Regions from separate parts of the Sus scrofa genome. Here region 1 is linked to region 2. A link is a contact called in public Hi-C data. All regions are on one chromosome and are shown on one strand. Each heading gives the region's core, a stretch centred on a gene start, on an enhancer-like site or on the middle of the called end of the contact. The rest is flanking DNA. Distances are from core to core; before and after follow the strand shown.

Evidence for each region. Hi-C and Micro-C count contacts between places; a contact is called where the count stands out from the background.
Region 1: a Hi-C map of heart right ventricle shows a contact between it and region 2, with 3 times the contacts expected there. The contact joins two enhancer-like sites. A contact is called at or near these places in 8 of 47 Hi-C or Micro-C datasets (blood, epiblast stem cells, fetal heart ventricle and 3 more) and 1 of 2 datasets of contacts at active chromatin or transcription factors (skeletal muscle).

What each region holds. Positions count from the first base shown.
Region 1 is chr14:103,215,871-103,219,828 of Sscrofa11.1, reverse strand. No RefSeq gene overlaps it. Among named protein-coding and RNA genes, the nearest start is that of PPP1R3C, 61 kb to the left of the region's middle. Within about 2 kb of position 1,763, at least 20 of the 83 cell types and tissues checked have an H3K27ac peak or open chromatin away from gene starts, as enhancers often do.
Region 2 is chr14:103,166,911-103,171,065 of Sscrofa11.1, reverse strand. It overlaps HECTD2 (probable E3 ubiquitin-protein ligase HECTD2), which reads right to left. Exons shown (of 21, transcript XM_003483528.4): 13 at 3,861-3,993; 14 at 2,877-2,965. Among named protein-coding and RNA genes, the nearest start is that of HECTD2, 73 kb to the right of the region's middle. Within about 2 kb of position 1,940, at least 4 of the 83 cell types and tissues checked have an H3K27ac peak or open chromatin away from gene starts, as enhancers often do.

The sequences.
Region 1 (3,958 bases), core at 514-3,013, 49 kb before region 2:
ACCAGTGCCAAGAAATGGCAGAGTCTTGGAACACCAGGCATCAACGGGCCCTCATGGGAGTGCTCAACACAGATATAGAAAGTGGCCCAAGAGGGGCACACAGAAGACATGTGATCATTACTCTAGTTGAGCCAATGACCTCAGCCAAGGACATGGACCTTCTTCTATTTCAGGGCAGCTGTGGTTCAGGAACCTGTGTTAAAAGCAAGGTTCATAAGAAAGACGGGACTTAGGCTTAGAGTCTACTTTGCCAGACCACACTTTCTACCCCAGCAGTTTTTAAACTATAGTTTACAAAGTCCTAGGTATTCCCAGGAGCTCCTTCAGAGCCATCGTAGTTGGGGGGTGGGGGTGTGCAATGGAAGGTCTTGATACTCAAGGCTCAGTGGATCTTGCTGCCAGGTCCCTAACTGCTCATTTTTCTCTCATCTAAGTAGAAGTTTTATGTAAGTGTTTAGTCTAATAAAGATTTTCTTGACTGAAGATGTTTTACAACCTCCACTCTACTCAGCACCTTTCCCTGATGACTGGTGAGAATCAGTTATTATATCTTCATGGAAAGCAATCTCACAACCTTTCTAGATAACCTACATTAGGAGAGTCTGCCTTATAAAAATTAAATTCTGTGTGTTGTAGTTTAAGTCTGTTCTGAGTATCTCTATTATCTCTGCAGTGGAAGATGGGGACCAGCTGATGCCAGGGCTGTGTCTTCCATGGCCCCAGCCTGCTTTCATGCTCCTTTCTGCTGTTCTGATGCTGCTCCCCAACTGGGCCCCACCCTGACACACCCTCTGTGGAGTGACAATTCTTTCAGGCTCCCCGATCTTCTCCCATACTGCATCTAACCAGTCAACTGCCTCATTGCCGCCAGATGTCACTGGGAGAGGTCTTGGCTCATTCCTGGAGAACTGTGTCATCACTAGGTTGAAGTTCAAGCAAGGTCACATCTCAACCATTTTTTTACCAGTTAGGTGTTCTAGTGCCTCTGCTCTTAGAAAGTCTGATATCCTTCTTTGAAGCATACGTCCTTCAAAATGAGCCCTACATCACAAGTGGCTATCAATACTGTTTCCAAATCTGGGCAGACAGAAAACTGGAAGGTTCTATCCTGCTGCGAGTGTCACCATGTTGGTTGTGGCCCCCATCCTCACAGCATGGTGCTGCAGAGCACTCTAACTGCAGCAGGGCAGTGCTCTGGACCCAAGGTCACAGGGCTCAGTTCTCTCATGTGCTGAGTGGATGCTTCCAGAGCATAAATATGGTCAGGATGGATCAGGATGGCTGGGACCTGAGGGATCCTGTGTCCTCTTCTATGTCACATCAACTGCCTTAATTCTGTGTTAAACTCAGGGCTCCAGCCCAGGACCCCCTTTTACCTGTGGCAAGTTCTTTCTGGGGCCACTGGCAGCCGGGCCAGTCAGGGCTATTTACTTCTACTCTTCCGTTCTGGGAAGAGGGGTGTGGTTGTGGTCCCTTCCCTTCCAGAACGGCTCCTTGGGGAATTGCCTCTCATCCTTTCCTGGCCCCAATATCCATGGCTCTACAGACGAAGGGGCAGGGAGAGGGAGCCGCCTTGGCAAGGCCACAGGAAAAACTCCATGTTCCTCCCTTTCCCTGGACAGGGGTTATTTTCAAGTGAATTTCCCCATAAACACAGACGTCCACTCCAAGGGGACTTGCCATCTTCAAGTCTGGACACTGAAGAGGCTGGCGTTGCCCAACCCTGCCCCTTCGGCCACCCCATGCAATCTACTTTCATTCCAGGGGTGGCTGGGCCAGTGTGACTCAGGCATGTGTCACCTTCTGTGGCGTTCCTGTCCCAGGAACCCAGCTTGCTCAGAACTTTCCTGTTTTCAGCCCCGTTCTCTACGTCCTTCGTCCTTCCTCTTCCGATAAAGCTCTTTTCTATCTCCGCCCACACACGCTGCCCATCTTTGGAGGCCACCCACTCAGAAACCCTGCTTCCACCCAGCACCTCGAGGATACCAAGTTGAAGGTCACAGTACCACCCAGTCTCGCTCCTCTTCTTTGAGTGCCCATTGCCTTTGCTTATCCCTCTCACTGCACCTTGCTGTTTAGTCTGAATCCTGGATCACCCTTTTTTGCCTGGTGTCCTTAGGAAATGTGTTTAGCCTTCGTGGCCCTGGCCTATTTAAAAAAAAAAAAAAAAAAAAAAAAAAGATGGTGATGGTTCTTGCCTCATACAGTGATTGTGAAGCTTAAGGGGGATCAGCCATGCCTGGCACACAGAAAGTTAGCTCTTCATTCAATAAATATTTATTGCGGGCCTGCTCTGCACCAGCCCCCAAAGATGCCATGGTAAACAGACCAAGTCCCTGCCTTCATGGAGCTCACATTTTAGTGGGGAAGAAACACAAGCAGCAAACAAATAAGTGTAGTAGCTGTTACGTATTAAGCAGTTTCTATGTACCCGTCATCGCTCTAATATTTTCATTAATCATTCCCTTTGATCCTCACAAAACCCCTCTGTGCTACATACAATTAGAATCTGCTGACAGACAGGAAACAGAAGGTCAGGGAGTTAGTAATTTGTCCCAAGTAATAGGTTAGAAGGTGGGGAAGCCAGGACGGAACCCAGGCAAGACTTCAAACCTGCTCTTAAGTATGAGGAAGAGAATAAAGCCAGCAAAATAAGAGGGAGGGGCTTGAGGGGGTGTGTGCTGAGGGGACAAGGGAGGGCAGGGAAGGCTCTGAGAAGGTGAAACTGAGCGAGGGTAGGTCAGGATAGGCAGAGGGAAGGGCAGACACGAGACTCGGGGTGGAACTGAGCTGGACATGTGTGGACCAGCAAGGCTGGTCTAGCCAGACCTGGTGATCGAGGGGAGGAGGGTGAAAGGTGAGGCAGAGGAGCTGTCAATACTGACTATTTTATCTGCTATGAGAGTATTTCCAGCCAATATAATTAACAGGTCCTGCGTCTCGCATTGGCCTGGAAGGAAGGGACTGTGCGTCTTATTCGTATTTGTATTTGCCCACAGGCCCAGCTCTGTCTTATTAAACAGTAGGCATTGAATGTTGTTGTCCTTGTGGGATTAGATTTTCAGACTAATTGGGAAAAACAGACTCTGCCAAAAATGAGAGCTGGGTTTGCATCCTAACCTGGCCACTTACTAGCACCAATGGGCAGGCCCTTGTCTCTCAATCTGTCCCACCATTGGTCAAATGCAGAGGTCATATTTTCCGCTGAAGCATTTTTTCAGGATTCAGAGAGAAACTGCATATGAAACAGCTGGTGCACAGTTGCTATTCTATAGTTGTCATCTCTTAACCTATTCCTTCTAAAACTCTGATCTCTTGCCCTTAGAACCATTCACCAATCACCCCAAGAAACTTTTTCATTTTTGGCTGCCTCGTGGCATATCCAGGGCCTGGGATCAGATCTGAGCTGCAGCGGCGACCTAAGCCACAGCTGTGGCAACACTGGATCCCTAACCCACTGTGCTGGGCCAGGGACTGAACCACATCCCAGTGCTCCCAAGATATTGCCAATCCTGTTGCACCACAGTGAGAACTCCAAGAAATTTTTAATTCCTTGAATGCCTTGGAAAGGGGGCCTACCCTGTACCCCAGGAGATGGCTTCTTCCTATTGTCTGGGCTCCACAGATGCTTGAGGGGTTACCCTGGACAAGATGTCCTGGCCAATCCTGGCTCTATGTGTCCTGTGTGGGGATCACCTTGGCAGCAAGCTAAGGTTTCAGGACCATGAAGCTAACCCATGCAGGGGCCCACTCTCAGCTCACTAATGCTGGCCAGTTGGGGGCAGCAAGGGCATCTATGGGACCTATCACTTAGAGCCCATAGGGGTTTGCAGTGCTGAGAAGGAGATCGGGTCCAGTTCACATCCACTGGGCCCCTGCCCAAGTGTACGTCTTGATTGCCTTCTCCCTGCCAACAGCCCTTTACGAGACCTCCTGGTCTCTCCAATAGACAAATGAT
Region 2 (4,155 bases), core at 691-3,190:
CACACACAACACTGATAAACTAATAGGGCAATTAATCTCCCATATATTTATTACTTGGTGTTTACTCAAAGTGTTAAAGTTAAAAAGCTACAGATGGTATATTTACAGACTTTGCCCAACTATGTTTTGTTTATCAGTTTAGTTATATGGCAGAAGGTAACTTATCCACTTGTTAAAAGAGGGGTTTTAGATCAAATTTCATAATATTTCAACTGTCAAACAAAGATTATAATATCAAGTTCTTAAGGAAGTCATTAATTTTATAGGCTCAAAAGGAAATCTAAACATATGGGTGGGATAAATTATTGAAAGCAATTAAAAAATTAGAAGACAGCCAACATTTTAATATGCTAAGGCAGGATAAAGGCTAATAATTGAAGGAATAGATATTTTTTTTATAGGTAACCATGTCTGAGAAGTGTGTTCTAGGGGAAAGATAATGAAAGTAAGTTCTAATATATGTCTATAAATGTGATAACAGCAATGACCCTAATAATCACAATATTACTGTAGTTACCACTTATGATCATCTACTATGGTGATAAGTTCTAAGCCTTTTTCATTAAAAAATTTTAAAATAATTATATAATTATAAAAAATTACAATTAATTATAACTATAATAAAAATTAAACCTGAAGGAAGGGTTTTAACAGATGAAGAAGTAAGCTTTATAGGATTTGCTTCAGGGCATTTCCATACACAGAAGAATCATGTTGCATTTCACACTAAAGCTGCTGTGGTTGAAGCAGGGGTTGGGGAAGTGGGCAGGAATTCTGCTGGAGTCACTGAGGTGTCATGCGGTGCAAATAGGGTGGAATTTGAAAACCCTGCACTATATTATGTCGCCCCTATCCTTAGTTCCAATGACCTTTTGGGAATTCTACTTTTAAAAAATTGTTAGATTATGGCTCTTCATGAAATCTTCGAGACATTTTGTAGTTATTACTCTAAGTTTTACTATAACACTTCTTGTAAACTGCTAAGGCCTTAATATTTAAAAATATTTGCATTAGAAATACAATACTGTGAGAACTACTAGAACAATAATATGGAGCCAACTATATCTCTTTAATCATCATGCCTGTTACTTCTCAATTTTTAGTGTTCCTTACATTTGATAGATCTCTCAACCACTTAATGTGATCACAATCCACTGTCACCTCACATTTTTCCTTTATATTATCATGCCTTTTACAGTATCGATCTTACTTTCCATAGCTTTTTTTTTTTTTTTTTGGTGAGAAAAATAACATAATAATGAGACAGCTATCACTTAATTTTAGATTTAATTGTTTAATTTGTAATATATAGCATATAAATACACTTAATATGCTCTTTCGGGTAATGGCTGAATAGAAACTAATGCGTACTGCAAAAGAAAACAATAAGCAAATCCACAATATTACATATACCATTCTAAGAATGTGGTGTAAGGTCTAATACTTCATTACAAATATTAGAAGGCCAAAATATCACCCAAATCTAAGCCATGATAAGAATGTAAAATATGACAGACATATTTATCAGGAAATTCAAAAAGCTCATAGCACAGTGAGAAGCATCACTGACTCAGGCCTTCAATGAAGTTGAAACATTTGACAAATGATTACTGTAGATAAGAGAACAAAAACAGGAGTCAAATAATTGTTAAATGTTTCATACTGTGCACTTGGCCCTTTGGATCTTTAGATATGATGACACATACAAAATTTCAAATTAAGTTTACTGCTACAATGTGTGGTTTTCTCCCTCCTACCTTTTCTTCCATCCAGCCTCTTGATTTTCATATACATTCTTCAAGATTTATTTCAACAAATGGAGCAAAGATGGACATTCAAAGTCAAAGTGCTCCATCAGATCACTCTAAATCTCTTGCCAGCACCTCCCATAACTCCTGGAGCGCCCTCTGCTCCCACTAAGTGGACCATCACCTTGCTCTCTAACAGGCCAGAACAATGCAGGCAGGCTTCTTCCCCAGCCATTCTCCCAGTCTACATCTATCCTCTCCAGTCCTGGGTTAATCAAACATATTGGTTCCATTTTAAAATCTTTACCTTCTCTGGGAGGAAAATATTCAATCTTCTCCTTATCAGAACCCCTCAGCACTTAATGCTAAATGTCCATCTAGACGGTAAACTTCTTAAAGGTAGATTTTTTTTTTTTGTCCTTCTTTTAACCTAAGTATCTCCAGTGTTTGCTCATTTATTTACTCTTCCCTCCTTTCTTCCACGGACAATTATATTTTTGAGTTTTAAAAAATGAATGTACAAGGCTTTCCTGTCCAATCTCCCACCCAGTGCAGGAATACCTCCGTAATATACCAGACAGGGATCAGAGGATGGCACAGGAATTTGCATAATCTTAAAAAACACTATAAAATAATGCCATATGCATTAGATGCTCCTATTCCACTCAATTTTTAACTTTAATAAATATCTCAGGATTCGAGGCCACATTAAGAGAGTTAATTCCCACAATTTCAACTTAGGAATCTGAGTGAAATAAGCACAAAGTGAAAAAATTAACAGAAAAAATGGTTCATTATGAATAAGAAAGATACTGTGACTTTAAAAAATGTCTTACATTTCTGATAATTTAGGCTATATAAGAAATAGGAAGTGATTTTTATTCTGAGATAAAGTTTTCAGAGAAAAATGCCAACAATTTAGTCATTCCTTCCGATTAACTAAATCTGCTGATATTACATAGCTGCAATGTTACAAATAATAAAGATTACTGAAAATCTACTAGTAAATTTGACAAGTCTGTTTAGTAGAATAAAAATGCTTAATGAGAACAGTTTTCCAAAATGCAGATAAAATTCTTAAAAATCTCTAGTCTACTAGCACCTCCTAGTGGAAAGTTTAAAGGATACAATTCCAACCAATCGGAATTCAGAATAGTTATCACATTTAAAACTGCTAAACCAATGGCAGTATGAATCCTTATGATACGTAAACATGCCTGGAAAATAGAAACATAATTTCATCAATATGACTGATTTAAAAATCAGAGTAGTAAACATGTATAGGACATCTCATCTATTAGAAGCAAAACAGTTTAGCAATAGTTCTGTTACAAACCATCTTTTGTATTAAAATATATCAAATATATGTCCAGAGAGTGTGCATGAGCATGTTACTGCTCAATGATATCCTGAACCACGGGTGGAAACAGGGTAAAAAAGACAAACTAAATCAATCAGTTGATTTTCTTTTATAAAAATTATAGTTTTACATTTTATAAGTTATGATCAAAATTAATTTTGAGGATTGAGTGGAGATTTCAATTTATCTGGGTCATCTCTATTTCCCATTACCAGAGAGATGCAACATATACATATTTACAAAATTAAGAAAAATAATAAGAAAAACACTTAAAACTCTCCTTTGAAGAAAAACATTTAACAATACTAAGGATTAAATAGATGTTTTCTCTTAATAAAATAAAATTTCAAAGATTTAATGATTCTTATTAAAATGGCTCATTATTTAATGAAAGAGCCTTTGAATATTAGTGCAGAGCAAACAAATTACTGTTTAGTTTTTTAATTTCAGACGTGCTTTTTATTTCAATGACAAATTTTCATGTATTTGGTTTATTCAGAAAAGACGTGAATGCTTCCTTGCAAATACATACTTTCAGTCTTTATACATTTTATGTAGGATCCCCAGTAAGATAATATTATGATCATCAACTTGGTCAATTTTTAAAACGTAACTAACAGTCTTTAAAAAATTATTCAACATTTATGGTTGACTAAAAAAATCTGTAAACTCACAGGGTAGATTAAAAATAAGAGTGACTACTTGAATCTAACAATTATGAAGAAACACTTTCATAAAAAATAACTACTCACCATAGTCTGGATGAAAAATTTGCCGAATTAGAAGGAGGAACCATTCTTTAGTCAAGCCACCCATATCTAAACCAGCTTCCCCTACAAATGTAACTTTCAACTTCTTTTTCAAGTCTGCTCTTTTCCGGGTTAACTATTTGAAGAAATTATATAATAAAGGAGAACAAAGGGCAGTAAAAAGGAAATTAACTTTTTAAATTCTGGGAAATGTATTGGGCATTCTTTATCTTATTTACAATGTCACAAAATCCATCCATCCATCCATCCATTCATCCATCCATCCATCCAGTAAATC